Regions from separate parts of the Mus musculus genome. Here region 2 is linked to region 1. The links are chromatin contacts, called in public promoter capture Hi-C maps. All regions are on one chromosome and are shown on one strand. Each heading gives the region's core, a stretch centred on a gene start, on an enhancer-like site or on the middle of the called end of the contact. The rest is flanking DNA. Distances are from core to core; before and after follow the strand shown. Region 1 overlaps N4bp2 (NEDD4 binding protein 2). Region 2 overlaps Rbm47 (RNA binding motif protein 47).

What was found. Capture Hi-C pulls out chosen DNA fragments and counts their contacts.
Region 2: a contact with region 1 is called in a promoter capture Hi-C map of pancreatic islet. The contact joins two enhancer-like sites. A contact is called at or near these places in 1 of 39 promoter capture datasets (embryonic stem cells), 1 of 15 datasets of contacts at CTCF or cohesin (the NIH/3T3 cell line), 1 of 484 Hi-C or Micro-C datasets (nephron progenitors) and 2 of 9 other capture datasets (adipose tissue and pancreatic islet).

Annotation. Positions count from the first base shown.
Region 1 is chr5:65,783,893-65,790,487 of GRCm38.p6, reverse strand. N4bp2 (NEDD4 binding protein 2) reads right to left here. Exons shown (of 20, transcript NM_001024917.1): 4 at 4,127-4,382; 5 at 2,347-2,435; 6 at 1-470. The coding sequence starts at 459. Among named protein-coding and RNA genes, the nearest start is that of N4bp2, 24 kb to the right of the region's middle. Within about 2 kb of position 3,272, at least 9 of the 459 cell types and tissues checked have an H3K27ac peak or open chromatin away from gene starts, as enhancers often do. A contact at or near this core is called in pancreatic islet, where this site is marked.
Region 2 is chr5:66,050,527-66,056,440 of GRCm38.p6, reverse strand. The region is part of intron 3 of Rbm47 (RNA binding motif protein 47); the gene reads left to right. Among named protein-coding and RNA genes, the nearest start is that of Gm40310, 43 kb to the right of the region's middle. Within about 2 kb of position 1,815, at least 36 of the 459 cell types and tissues checked have an H3K27ac peak or open chromatin away from gene starts, as enhancers often do. A contact at or near this core is called in pancreatic islet, where this site is marked.

The DNA of each region.
Region 1 (6,595 bases), core at 2,023-4,522:
CAATGCCAATTTTGCACAACTCTCAGGCGCATTCAAAACTGAATGTGAAGTTGGTGGGTTTGAACCTGGTAAAGAAGCAGAACTCTTGAGAGTTTCGCTGTTTGAGCTCGTGCTCTGTACAGAAAGAAGAGAAGTCATGCCACTTGAATCTGAGTTCATAAAGGTGGAAGGGTCGTTAAAACTATTAGCATCTTGCAGAGGTGAGAATGGGTATACTTGGTCATCAGGAGGAGAGTTTAATTTCTCAAAAGCGTTCTGTATTAAGGAATCCAAGTCCTCAGTTAGCTGCATATCCAAAAATGAATCCAGCTTGGAATCTTCACCCTCGCCTTCGGGATGGCACGTCTCCATTACTGAGTTTCCTGCTGCACCAGGCTTGCTGTCACGATCACCAGAAGTCTGTGCAGACGACTCTGCCCCCTTGGCATCAGTGGCAGACAATTCTAACAGACAATCCATGGCATTTTCAACTGCATGAGAACAAGAACAGCAACAACAACAACAAATGTATGTATGTATGTATGTATGTGTGTGTATATATATATATATATATATATATACACACACACACACACACACACACACACATTGAAAATGTATCAATAGCCAAGTCATCTTTTAAAAACTGACACTACTCTAATACATCAAAATCTACACTAGAGAAGTATTAATGATAGAGCCATGGAATGGTATTCTTTTCAATTGTAATAAGCTACTGTCAAGTACAAATTGAACAGTTTAATGAGTATATACATAGACTCTATATGATAGGGTCATGTATAAAGATCCTAAAGTCAGTTGATACATTCAACAGTTATTTATCTATTGGATGTCCATTTAAGGACTAAGTATTTTAAGTAGGTATTCTCTTAGTAAACATTTACTCATTTACACAGTCTATACCACATATTTCACAGTATAAAAAATATATGCATCAGAGATACTTTATACAAAAATGAAGATGAATTTTTGATATGATTTTGTAAAGTATAAATCGAATATAAAGGTGTGTATATTAAAATATAATTATATCATAATATAAATTAAACAATGTATACTTTTTAACAATGTGCAAATGCTACAGTGATGGAAAGGAGAATAAAACAAGATTTCACATAATGTAATATATATGATCTAGCACTAAAAAGACTAATCAAGTTGCCAATAGGACAAAAGTTAAAGCCAAGCTTGAAAATACAAAACTGCCTTTAATCCCAGCACATGGGAGGCAGAAGCAGGGGGATCTCTGTAAGTTCAATTCAAAGCCAGCTTGGTCTACATAGTGAGATCCAGGCCAGCCAGAGCTACACAGTGAGACCTGTCTCAGAAAGAGAAGAGGAAGAGGGAAGAGGGAAGAGGGAAGAGGGAAGAGGGAAGAGGGAAGAGGGAAGAGGGAAGAGGGAAGAGGGAAGAGGGAAGAGGGAAGAGGAGGGAAGAGGAGGGAAGAGGGAAGAGGAGGGAAGAGGAGGGAAGAGGGAAGAGAGAGAAGAGAAGAGGAAGAGAGAGAAGAGAAGAGAAAAGAAGAGAAGAGAAAAGAGAAGAGAAACAAGAAAAGAAAAGAAAAGGAAAGGAAAGGAAAGGAAAGGAAAGGAAAGGAAAGGAAAGGAAAGGAAAGGAAAGGAAAGGAAAGGAAAGGAAAGACCTGTTTAAGTATTCAGAGAAGTTGGTTGGAGAGTTAGTTCACAGGGTTCTGTGTGACGAATAGAAGGAAGAAAAGAACTGGAGGAGGCTATGTGTAACTGAGAGGGACTGACAGTCAGCCACACTGTTTTCTAAGGGAATGGAACGGGAGGAGAACTGCCACCCACAGCATTTGGGCTAGGAGCATTACATAGATAACCTCACTGAATCCCCAAGTAATACTATGAGAACAATCATCCTAGAAAACATAAAAGAAAATGAAGCTCAAAAAAGGGATAGGAACTGGACCCAAGTCACACAGTAACAGGGCCGGTGTATGTGACTCCAATGCTGAGCTCTGGCTGCAACACAGACAGAGAGCCTCAGGTCTTCAAGCATGAAGCTAGGGGTGCTGCTCCGGGTCATGGGGCCTTGGCCAGCATGCTTGAGGCCCTCCATTTGATAACAGGCATCACAAGAAAAGAAAGTACTTTTTAAGCATTTGAAATCTGAATGCCTTTTTTTATTTTGTTTCTGCTGTGTCCTATTTTTGTTTTAAGGAAGATAGACATGGAAAGAAGCACAGCACTGTAGGGCACAGCTCTGCTCTGGAGTCAAAGCACCCTCATTTAAATATCTACTTGCTTGACAGGATTCAAACAAATGAGCCAACTTCCCTCAGCACATCTCCTTGTTTGTGATATGGCGATACTCAAAAGTACCTACCTCGGAGGCTCTTGTGGGGTTAAATGAGATAATCCATGAGAAGTGCTGTGCACAAGGACTGGCACCTAGTAAGACCCAGTTAACGTTCCCTTAAGAGAAAAACAAAGAGGGGTTGGAGGGGCAAGCCTGGCAAAGAGGTCAGTCAGGAGAACAGAGCACAACTGCAGAGGCAAGAAGCCCTGCAGAACACTGAGACAAGGTGAAGGGAAAACACAAACACAAGAAGGAAAAAAACTACATAGCAGAAAACCCTAAAGTGGTCAACTAAAGAACTAGCATATTTATAATGAAAAGCCGTATAAGTAAAAATACCAAAATACAAAGGTAATTATCATAAAGGGAAGTCTTAAACAGATTGCAGGGAAAAATGAAAACTATGACATAAAAGCAACCTTAAAAACTAAATGAATAATTTATAAAATATAAGAAAAACTCAAATATAAATATATTCAACATTATTCTCTATTTTAAAAAGGCACAACTTATTCCTATTAAAATCTTAATGATTCACAGTACTGAGAGGCTGTGGGTATTGCAACCCAGAACGCCTCCCTGGAAGGTAAACTACACTGTCTTTTCAAGGCTGGAAAACTATTCTTTGTTTGTTTGTTTGTTGTTTTTTGAGACAGGGTTTCTTTGTGTAGCCCTGGCTGTCCTAGAACTCACTTTGTAGACCAGGCTGGCCTCGAACTCAGAAATCCTCCTGCCTCTGCCTCCCGAGTACGTGTGCCACCACGCCCGGCTGGAAAACTATTCTTGGCCTGTGCCAACAGGAAAGCTTTGGGACCAAGAGGAAAGGCCAGAAGAAAATGGCTACTTTCACTGAAATGCTCTGAATAAATTTAATACAACTCACTGAACACTAGGGAAGCACCAGAGAGAGAGCACAGCTGGCTATAAAGACAAGCACTGGTTATGTGAGAGCACTGACAACAGCGCCACTGCACTACGTTTAAAGAGCAGAATGTTTGCTTTAGTGCCGTTAATGCTATCATTCAAACTACTCATTACACCAAGTATTTACAGAGAAGGTGCACAGAAGATCCTGAAAAACAGAAGTAAGTGTGTTAGGACATGAGATGATACGATTGTCTCCACCACTGCTTTACGCACATATGTTCAACAAATCACTGCTATCCTTTCTGAGCATCAGATGCACTACTGAAACCTGGGTATATATCAGAATATGTCCCTGACAGGGCAGAAATGCTCACTGCACGGCTCACACAATGACTGAGATCATAAGCTTGTCCAGCATTATCAAGACAGTCAAATCTAGAATGAATTTATCTTATAATAACCATAGCCAAAAGCTATATTACCCAGGTGATAATCCTGCAAACATACTTTTAAACAGTGACAGGTTCTTTATAGCAGACGACACTGAAGTCTGTACCAACATCAAACAACAAAATAAACTTTCAATCCTCCCCCAAAAAATCCTACCCTGTAAGATACATTTTATTATTTTTCATTAACAAGTTAGAAAAACAACTCAAAGATGAAAATAGCACCAACCTGTCTATAGAAGAGAGGATAAAATGTGGACTATATTTATATTCATGAATCTTATATCTACAAGTGTACATTTCTTTATAGTAGAAACCATCTTTATGTTTCATATCCCTAGTGATACAAACAGCATCTTTGTCCCTGGAAGATTCTTAACATGTGATAAACACAAGAATAATATCATTTTTCTACATTGGCATTCACTGAGGCACAGAATACGACGAGGTCTTCTTATAAGACTCAAAGAGTCAAACTAAACTTTTCTCACCTTTAAAATCACATTCAGAAAGCATCAAATAAACTACATCAGGATCCAGAGCAGAAAACATCTCTGAGATACTGGTGAAGAGTTCTTCCTGATCAACTTTTGTCTCACACACGGAAGGAAGAGTAGTGGTTGGCTCCTCACGACTAGCAACACGGGATACGACAATTTTCTTAGAGTTTGCAGTCTTCCGCAAAGGATTTCCCCCAAGATTTTTCCTTTTCCTTGGCATTCTGACTTCCAAAACTAAAATATTTCCCTTTTTAAAAAAAATTTAAAGATTTTTTGATATTTAAATCATAATTCAAAGGAAAAATTGTATTAAAAATTCTTGAAAATCCAGTAGTAATAGAACCTAAAACAGAAAGCAAGTAAAAACGCTCAGACTACACGTTCATTTCTACTCCTAAGGTGGAACGGTATCCACATAACTCTAAGAAAGTACCCAACTCTAGCAGCAGAGCCAAAAACAATTTATCTCCAGTTTTGTCAGGATTGAACATGTTAAAATTTAAGATAATACAACATAACATATTTCAAAATATCTAATATACTGTTTTAATACCATTACTCGTTCTTTTAACATAAAGGACCCATAAACATTATCAGAATGCCTATGACACACACCGATGTTCAGCTGTCTAATAGGCATCAAGAACTTAACATGTCCAAGACTGAGCTCCTGACCACTCCCTCCAAACCTACTCTCCTGGGTATCTCCATCTCAGCTAACATAATAACCCTACCTTGCCTCCTCTCATCCAAGTGGTAGGACAATTTGGTGACGTGATTCCTCAAGTGTAGACAGAATGCGATGGCTCCTTATCGCCAGACTTAAACTATCACAGCCTTTGTACTAGGTCGCACTAACCAACCAATCACCCCGCACCCACTCTTGCTCCAGCAGTGTGCTTAGCAAACAAGCCAGAGGCCGGCTGATACCTCCCTTCTGCTAAAGTGTCCCTACCTTCCCTTCTCACTCAGGATAGAGCCTTTAAAACAGCTGCCATCCAGATCACTGCCATCTTGGCACTGCGTCCCTTAACTGTCCCGTTGCTCTTGCCACTTGAAGCACACTTAGCCTCTTGGCTCTTTAGCTCCTCCTCCAATGTTTCTCCTCCCACTGGGACCCTTACACTTTGGCTCCCTCTACCTACTTTTCGACCCGGAATCTAGAAGATGGATTTTCTCACCACCTCATTATTACTCAAATATGACCACACTGTTCATCCGGTACAACAAAATCTTTCTTTTCTTTTTTCCCCCATAGACAGGGTCTCATGCAGCCCAATTGACCTTGAACTCCCTAGGTATCCAAGAATGACTCTGAACTTCCAAGCCCTCTCATCCACCTCCAGCTTTGTGTGGTGCTGGGATCAAGCCCAGGCTTCATGTCTGCTAGGCAAGCTCTGCTAACTGAGCTGGATCCTCACGCTCCTCAAAAAACACACGTCATGTCCTGCCTGGATTCTCTTTGTGTTTGTTACCTTCTAGTATGTTATTCATACATATTTAGTTATGTGTCTCCTACTCATATGCTCCACAGGGCAGAGACTCATGGATCTGGAGAAGATCACAGTCTGCTTGCTTTCTCTATTTAGATACATCTAATAAATATCTCCAATTTAACATCTCTAAAATTAATAATTTATTAAAAATTTCTGAAAACATCTTTACATTTTCTCCCCAAACCTACCTTAACTACTTGGCCTGATGACCATGAATCACACACCTACCTTCCTACCCCTAACTTGTTTCCACTGCACCAGAGTCCCTATCATCTAGTCTAAACTCAAATCTGACTGGATCAGGGTCTGGCACGGATAATTCTCACTCTAAAATGTTGTCCTCTTTTCAAGTGTCGTATTCAAGAACTGCTTCCCTGACTACCCAAATCAAAGTCAAGTCCCACTCCCTCTGCCCCAATCTCCACTTTCAGGCTAATCACTGTTTGTCCTTAGCATCTCTTAACATACTATAAAATTTACCTTTCAATTACATTTGGGTCATAGCTCCCTTCACCTTCCAGTAATGACAGCCATCAGCCACATGTGCCTAAATTTAAATTAATTAAAATTAAAGAAAATTACTTTTTATATATTATATCAGATATAAGTAGAATTTAGAGCAAAGATTATCGGGAGGGGGGAATGGGGGAAGAGGTCATAATAAGGACTAATTCACCAGAAAAAAAAAATAGTAAATGTCTATGCATCCAAAACGTAACTACAAACAGGAAAAAAAAAAAAGTAAAAAAAATTCACTATAGTCAAAATCTTAATACTATACCATCAGCAACTTGGAGAACAACTATAGCAAATCCCAAGGCTACAGAACTCACTACTACACACTAAGGAGCTAGTCAACATTTATGGACCATTCTTCTCCTGAGTGGCCACACACAAGCTTGCCACGATAAACCATAACCCACATGAGAGAACAAATCTTAAGAAGCTTCAAAGAACTCCAAAA
Region 2 (5,914 bases), core at 566-3,065, 270 kb before region 1:
AATTTTTAAAATACTGGCTTACACACTATGGATTCTTTAGTTTTGCTTCAATTAGCCTAAGAGTTTGGTTTCATGTAATATTTAACAATTTACAATCTTAGATTTTTTTTTTATTTCTAGTCTTTATTAAGTCACTAATATTTCTCAGTATTGATCATTTTATTTAGAAGCAATAAAACCTTCCTTTATAAAATATGGATAGAAGACTGGAAACACATTTGCCCCTCTGGTCTTTTGACAGTCTAAAAAATCATATAATTCAGTGACGTGAACCAAGGGAAAACACAGTGTTGTTTGTTGGTATTTTGGGATACACCCTTGTGTGCCTCAGGCTGGCCTTGAACTGGCTACGTAGTTAAAGATGACCTTGAACTCCTAGCCAGCACTGGGATTGCCGAGGTGCATCAGCAAACCTGGCTTCCCTATTCCCATCTTGGGGTTCAACCCAGGGCTTGAACATAGTAGGCACACACACAACCACTGCTCTGTGCCCCAGCCTGAAATGTTACGTTAGGAGGCTGGCAGGTTTTCATTTCTCTTTAGGCTTTGAAGCTTACTTTCACACTCATTCAGAGAGTATTGGGTATCACATGGTGTGAAGACTCTCTCTCTCTCTCTCTCTCTCTCTCTCTCTCTCTCTCACACACACACACACACACACACAAACCTCAATTTCTCTCCCCCCTCCCCCCGATTTCCTAACTCTTACTTGCAGAGCCATCTTGGCTGAGGGTCTGCCTCAGGTGAGAGATGGAGTGTGTTTACCCCAAAGTGCTATGGATCTTCCTTGTCTTTAGTACCATGATGCTCGTTTTACCAAACTCTCTGCCTGTGCCGCCCACTGCTTGTCCCAGCTTCTAACAGGTGAATCTATTTCAGCTTCAAATGAATAAACATGCTCACATGGGATTTTTGCCTATTTTTATCATATTTATAAATTTGGTTTTTGGGGAGCTGGAAACGGCTCGGCGGTTAAGAGCACTGACTGCTCTTCCAGAGGTCCTGAGTTCAATTCCCAGCAACCACATAGTGACTCACAGCCATCTGTAATGGGAATCCAATGCCCTCTTCTGGTGTGTTTGAGGATAGCTACAGTGTATTTACAGTATACATAAAAATAAATAAATCTTTTTAAAATTTTTGGGTTTTGGTAGTGTTTGGATGAGAGTGTGCCCAGTAATTCAAGTTACCTAGCCTAGATATGACACAAGGGGAAAGTAACATTTTCTAAAAATTCAGTATTTCCAAGAAATTGTGGCAACACCATACTTTTCTTTAAGACTTTTGAGGCAGTTTTACTAGGTATGTTATACTGGCCTTGTGACTGTTGTTGAACCTCCAAGTGCAATCTCCCATATTCTGGGATTAGAACTGTCACCCTTTCTAATAATTCACAGTGTGTAATGATGTCTCACAGTGTCACTTTTTAGTATTTTCTATTTGCCAGAAGACTTTGGGCTCACTTAAATGTGTTTATTTAACCCCCACAACATCTCACATGAAGTAGGAATTACTACATTTCTTATTTATATTAAGCAGTGGTTCAATAGCAGTGGGCACCCACATGATTCTCTGAGATGATTGGTAAGAAAATCATTCATTTAATTTTAGCCACGATTAAAATATTTCTGTCAAATTTCCTTTCTATGCAATGCAGTGTCTTCTTGGGGCTTCCCCAGTCATCTATTAGAATAGGTTTTGCACTAAAATCTTTGTAAGGCTACAAAGCATTTCCCCAGGACAGCTATGGCCCCTCCCTGCTTTCTGAGCCACGCCTTCAAATTCATTCCAGGTGTCCTTAGCAAATGACTCCCAAGGCTCAAAGCCATTGGCCAATGCCGAGCCAGGAGCCACGTAGGGCAGAGTCACGCTGTTCCTGGGGTTAGGGGCAAAGGTTGCTGAAGCCAAGCCGGGCTGTGGTCGCAATTAGCCTGCACATCCAGATCGAAGCCTGGAAAGGTAGGGAAATCTTATTTATTCTTATTTATCCTCATTGAGGTGTGGAGAATGGTTGTGTTTGGTTAAGGCATTAAGCGTCGGTCCATCTGTTTTGGTTTTTTGTTTTAATTAAAAGTGGTGTATACGTCTATAAGTTCTTGAGAATTTTAAACACTTCTCTACTTACCTTGCCTCCTGTTCTCTAGTGATGGGTGGGCTTTTTTTTTAAAGATGTTGCTTAGTCTTACAGCTTTCCACTGCGCTTACTTAAAAAATTCTTACATTTAAGCGATACAGTATAAGCAAGGATTTGTCGATGGTGTCGCAAAAGCAGTCTTTAGAGGAGAAAATGTGATAACTAAAATAAGTTAGGAATCAGCAGTCTGATGATACGTGAAACTGGAGCCTTGGTATTTCCTCTTGGGTACTCTACTTTGAGACATTCTTTTTCAAACCGACGATAGTTTTAAGAAATGGATCTAACCACAGGCACTATGCTCTTGACTATAACTATAATACTTTTTAGGACAACTTTCCACGCTCTGTTCTAATATTAACCACAACAACCAGAAAGCAGAGTGTCTTTCTCACCTATCTACTTAAAAATGAAGCGATTTGCATAGCAGTAGAAGCTGAACATCAAGCGGAGCATCTCTCTGTCTTAGGAGCCCTCCTCCATCATGGTGGGAGATGGCTGCCATCAGTCAGTGTGGGCACAGAGCGTTAGACGCGTCTGTCTGTCAGTCCATGCGTCGTCAGCCTGTAGTGTCAGCCGGCTCTCACAGCTACTCACCTGAGCATTCTCTTGTCAGTGTCAAAGGTAAACGTGCCTGTAATGTCTGTAACTAGTTTGCTGCTTTGTTCCGAAAATGGCTCAGCATGGGTTTGTATTCTGTAACAGAATAGACTGGACATTTATTTAAGGGCTGAGAGATGGTAGTGTTGGATAAAAATATTACATCAAAAGCATTTAGTATTTGGTATTTTTATCTGATTTGTAAAGAGAATGTTACTGTGGTTATCACCGGATATTAAGGGTGTATGCGCGCTTATGTGGTGTGTGTGTGTGCGTGTGTGTGTGTATGTGTGTGTGTGTGCGTGTGTGTGTGTGTGCCACAGTGTACTGTATAGGTCTGAGGACAACTTGTGTGGAGTTGGTTCTCTCCGGCCTTTACCTGGCTGTGGGGATCCAGCCAGGTTGTCAGGGTGGCCCAGTGAGCGCTTTACTGACTAAGCCTTCTTTCCGGCACCCTTGCCCTCTTCTTAGTTTTCATCCTGAAATATCCTGCTTTTACTAGATGTGTCCAAACTGTCTTTTTTTCTTCCTGAAGCTCGCTCTCAATGGCACCTTCAATGACTGGTCTCTCGATCTGCGGATTGTGCTTTCGGGCGGAGCAACGGCCACGGTGTTAACTATTTACCTGGCCTGGGAGAATAATTACTAACCACCATCTCGATGTTTCTCAACTCCAAGCTGAGGTTCAAAGGTTCACATGAACCTTGCGGATCAGAGGTCAGACTCAAATTGCTGCAATTTGTTGCTGAATTCTGCCGATATGACAGAAATTCACAGCTATGAGGATTGCTGGATCCACTCCTGCACACAGACCAGGCGGGGCAGTTAATACTGTCATTTGTACAAGTCAGCCTTTGGCACCCAAGTTTAATAAGTAACCAGCTGGTGCCTTAGGTTTCACTGGTACAAGGTGCACGTTATAAAAAGGGTCAGATGTCACTGGGCAAAGATGAAGGCAGTGAGGAGTGGCCATCTCATGGCTACCACCCATGAACTAACTATACACAAAGATCCAGTAGTCTGTTTAGTTCATATTTCTACGGTGTAAATTTCAACATACATTCATTTTCTTGGTCTTAAAGAGATGTGTCCTTTTGTAAAAATGTTAGTAAGAAAGAGCTATCTGATTAGGGATCGTTAGCCAAGAAGTAGACTCCAAAGCTGCACGCTTCACTAATCATTTCACGGGGTCTTTGATTTCTCAAAAACTTTCCAAAATTAGATGGCTTTTTAAGAATGTAGGGGCTAAGCGGCAGTGACTCAGACCATGTGATTCCAGCCTCAGAAAACTGAGGCATGAAGATTGCTGAGTTTGGGGTCAGCCTGGGCTACTGGGTGATGCCCTGCCTTTTTTTTTTTTTTTTTTAAAGAGGAATGGGTTGTTTTGCCTTGGTCTTTTCGAGGTTACAGTGGCAATTGATTGTTGCTGTGGGCCTGTGGATAGGACACAGACCTTGGTGTATGATGGAGCCAAGCTGCTTCCCTCATAACCAAGAAGTACAAAAATCAGGCTCTAGGACCCACATCTCTGTCTAGTCACTCTTGAGCAATGACCTGAGATTTCCTGTGAGGTCCCACCTCTTACTGCCTCCCAAGCTTTTTGAAACATAGGGCTTTGGGTCCTGAGACACAGATCCTGAGAGTATATAGTAGTATTTCTTTTCTTTCTCTTTCTTTCTTTCTTTCTTTCTTTCTTTCTTTCTTTCTTTCTTTCTTTCTTTCTTTCTTTCTTTCAGTAGCACAATGGAACTCTCCCAAACTGGACTGATTAATTAATAGACCTTAGTCTCTGGTCAGCCTCTCTGTGCTGTTCCCCATCTGTCACGTGAGTAGAATTATAGTTCTTGTTTCCTGTGATTGTAGCAGCGATTAAGTGGATGATGTCACTCATTGATGCTCAGCGCAATGTCTAATGTACAGTGGGGATTCAAGCAAGGCCCAAGCTGCCGCTGCTGTCACTGGCTCCAAGCTGGTGACTTAGCCTTGCCTGTTCCACATCTCACCCCAAGTGGCTTCCCCTTGGTCTCTTCCTTTCAGGAGGGGGGGTAGACACAGAAGTACAGAGTTGGATGAGATGATGTGGGGGATTTCAGGAGTTATTCTATTAAACATCGGGCAGAAGCATGCTTTAAAACGTCCATTTCAGGTCAACCACTCCAAAGAAGTCCTATCTTTCCTTAGCAGATTGCTGTCACATGGGAAAAGCCATAAAATGAAATAACTCCAAATTATCTTGCTGCCAAGCAGTGAGACACACTTGAGATTTAAAATAAGCCCATGTATGATGTCTTACGGATAAGCCGAGTCCTACACTTGGGGATATACATTACGGAGTTATATTTACTGATTTCAAAATGAAGTTCTCATTTCTGTCACAGGTCAGGACTTGGTCTTTTGCAAAACTGAGAACCTTCGCAAAAATGTCAGCTATGAAACTATTACCTTGGATTTATTCATTTCGTTTCTTTACCCTTTTCTAATTCAGTGCCTCTTGGATAAAGATAGGATTTGAATGACCAGAGACATTAAAGCTCAGTACTTGGTATTGAGAAAAGTCACAATGACATCTCAGATTAATTAAAGCTAAGTACTGGCTCTGGGCCAGCACTGAGTGGAGGACTGGGGTTTCGATGTGAATCAGACCAGATTCTGCCCTAGTAAAGTTTTAATTTGGCTGATAATGAACCCAGTTACTAACAGTTATTGTAAGCTTGGGCCATATGCCAAAATTCTACCCCGTTTGTCCTTCAATGTGCCAATTTCCTGGGGTTCGACCTAGTGTCACGAAGAGTGCTAGAAGACACTGTGGGCACATGTTTCGGGGTCTCTTCATACTGCTTCAGGGAGGAGTGAGATTTACAGCTGAGCTCGGGCTGGCCATGTAGGGGATCTCTGATGCCCCATGAATGACCTGTAAGGGAAACCGTGTTGGGAGATAAAGCTGGATGAGGACTAAGACTCTTCAGGTCTTATGAGGATACTGACTTTCTAAAAACAGCGGCAAGGTCCAGCAATCGGACCCAATCGTAGGATTTTAAAGGCCACTTTGGATTCATTGTCGTGGGCAGGAGTGACTGGGATGAAGGCGGTCCAGGAGGCTACCGAAGCTACAGGCTGGTGGTTTACAGCATCCTTCTGCATGTGGGCTCTTTAACTCATGGAGTGATAACTCAAGCTCAG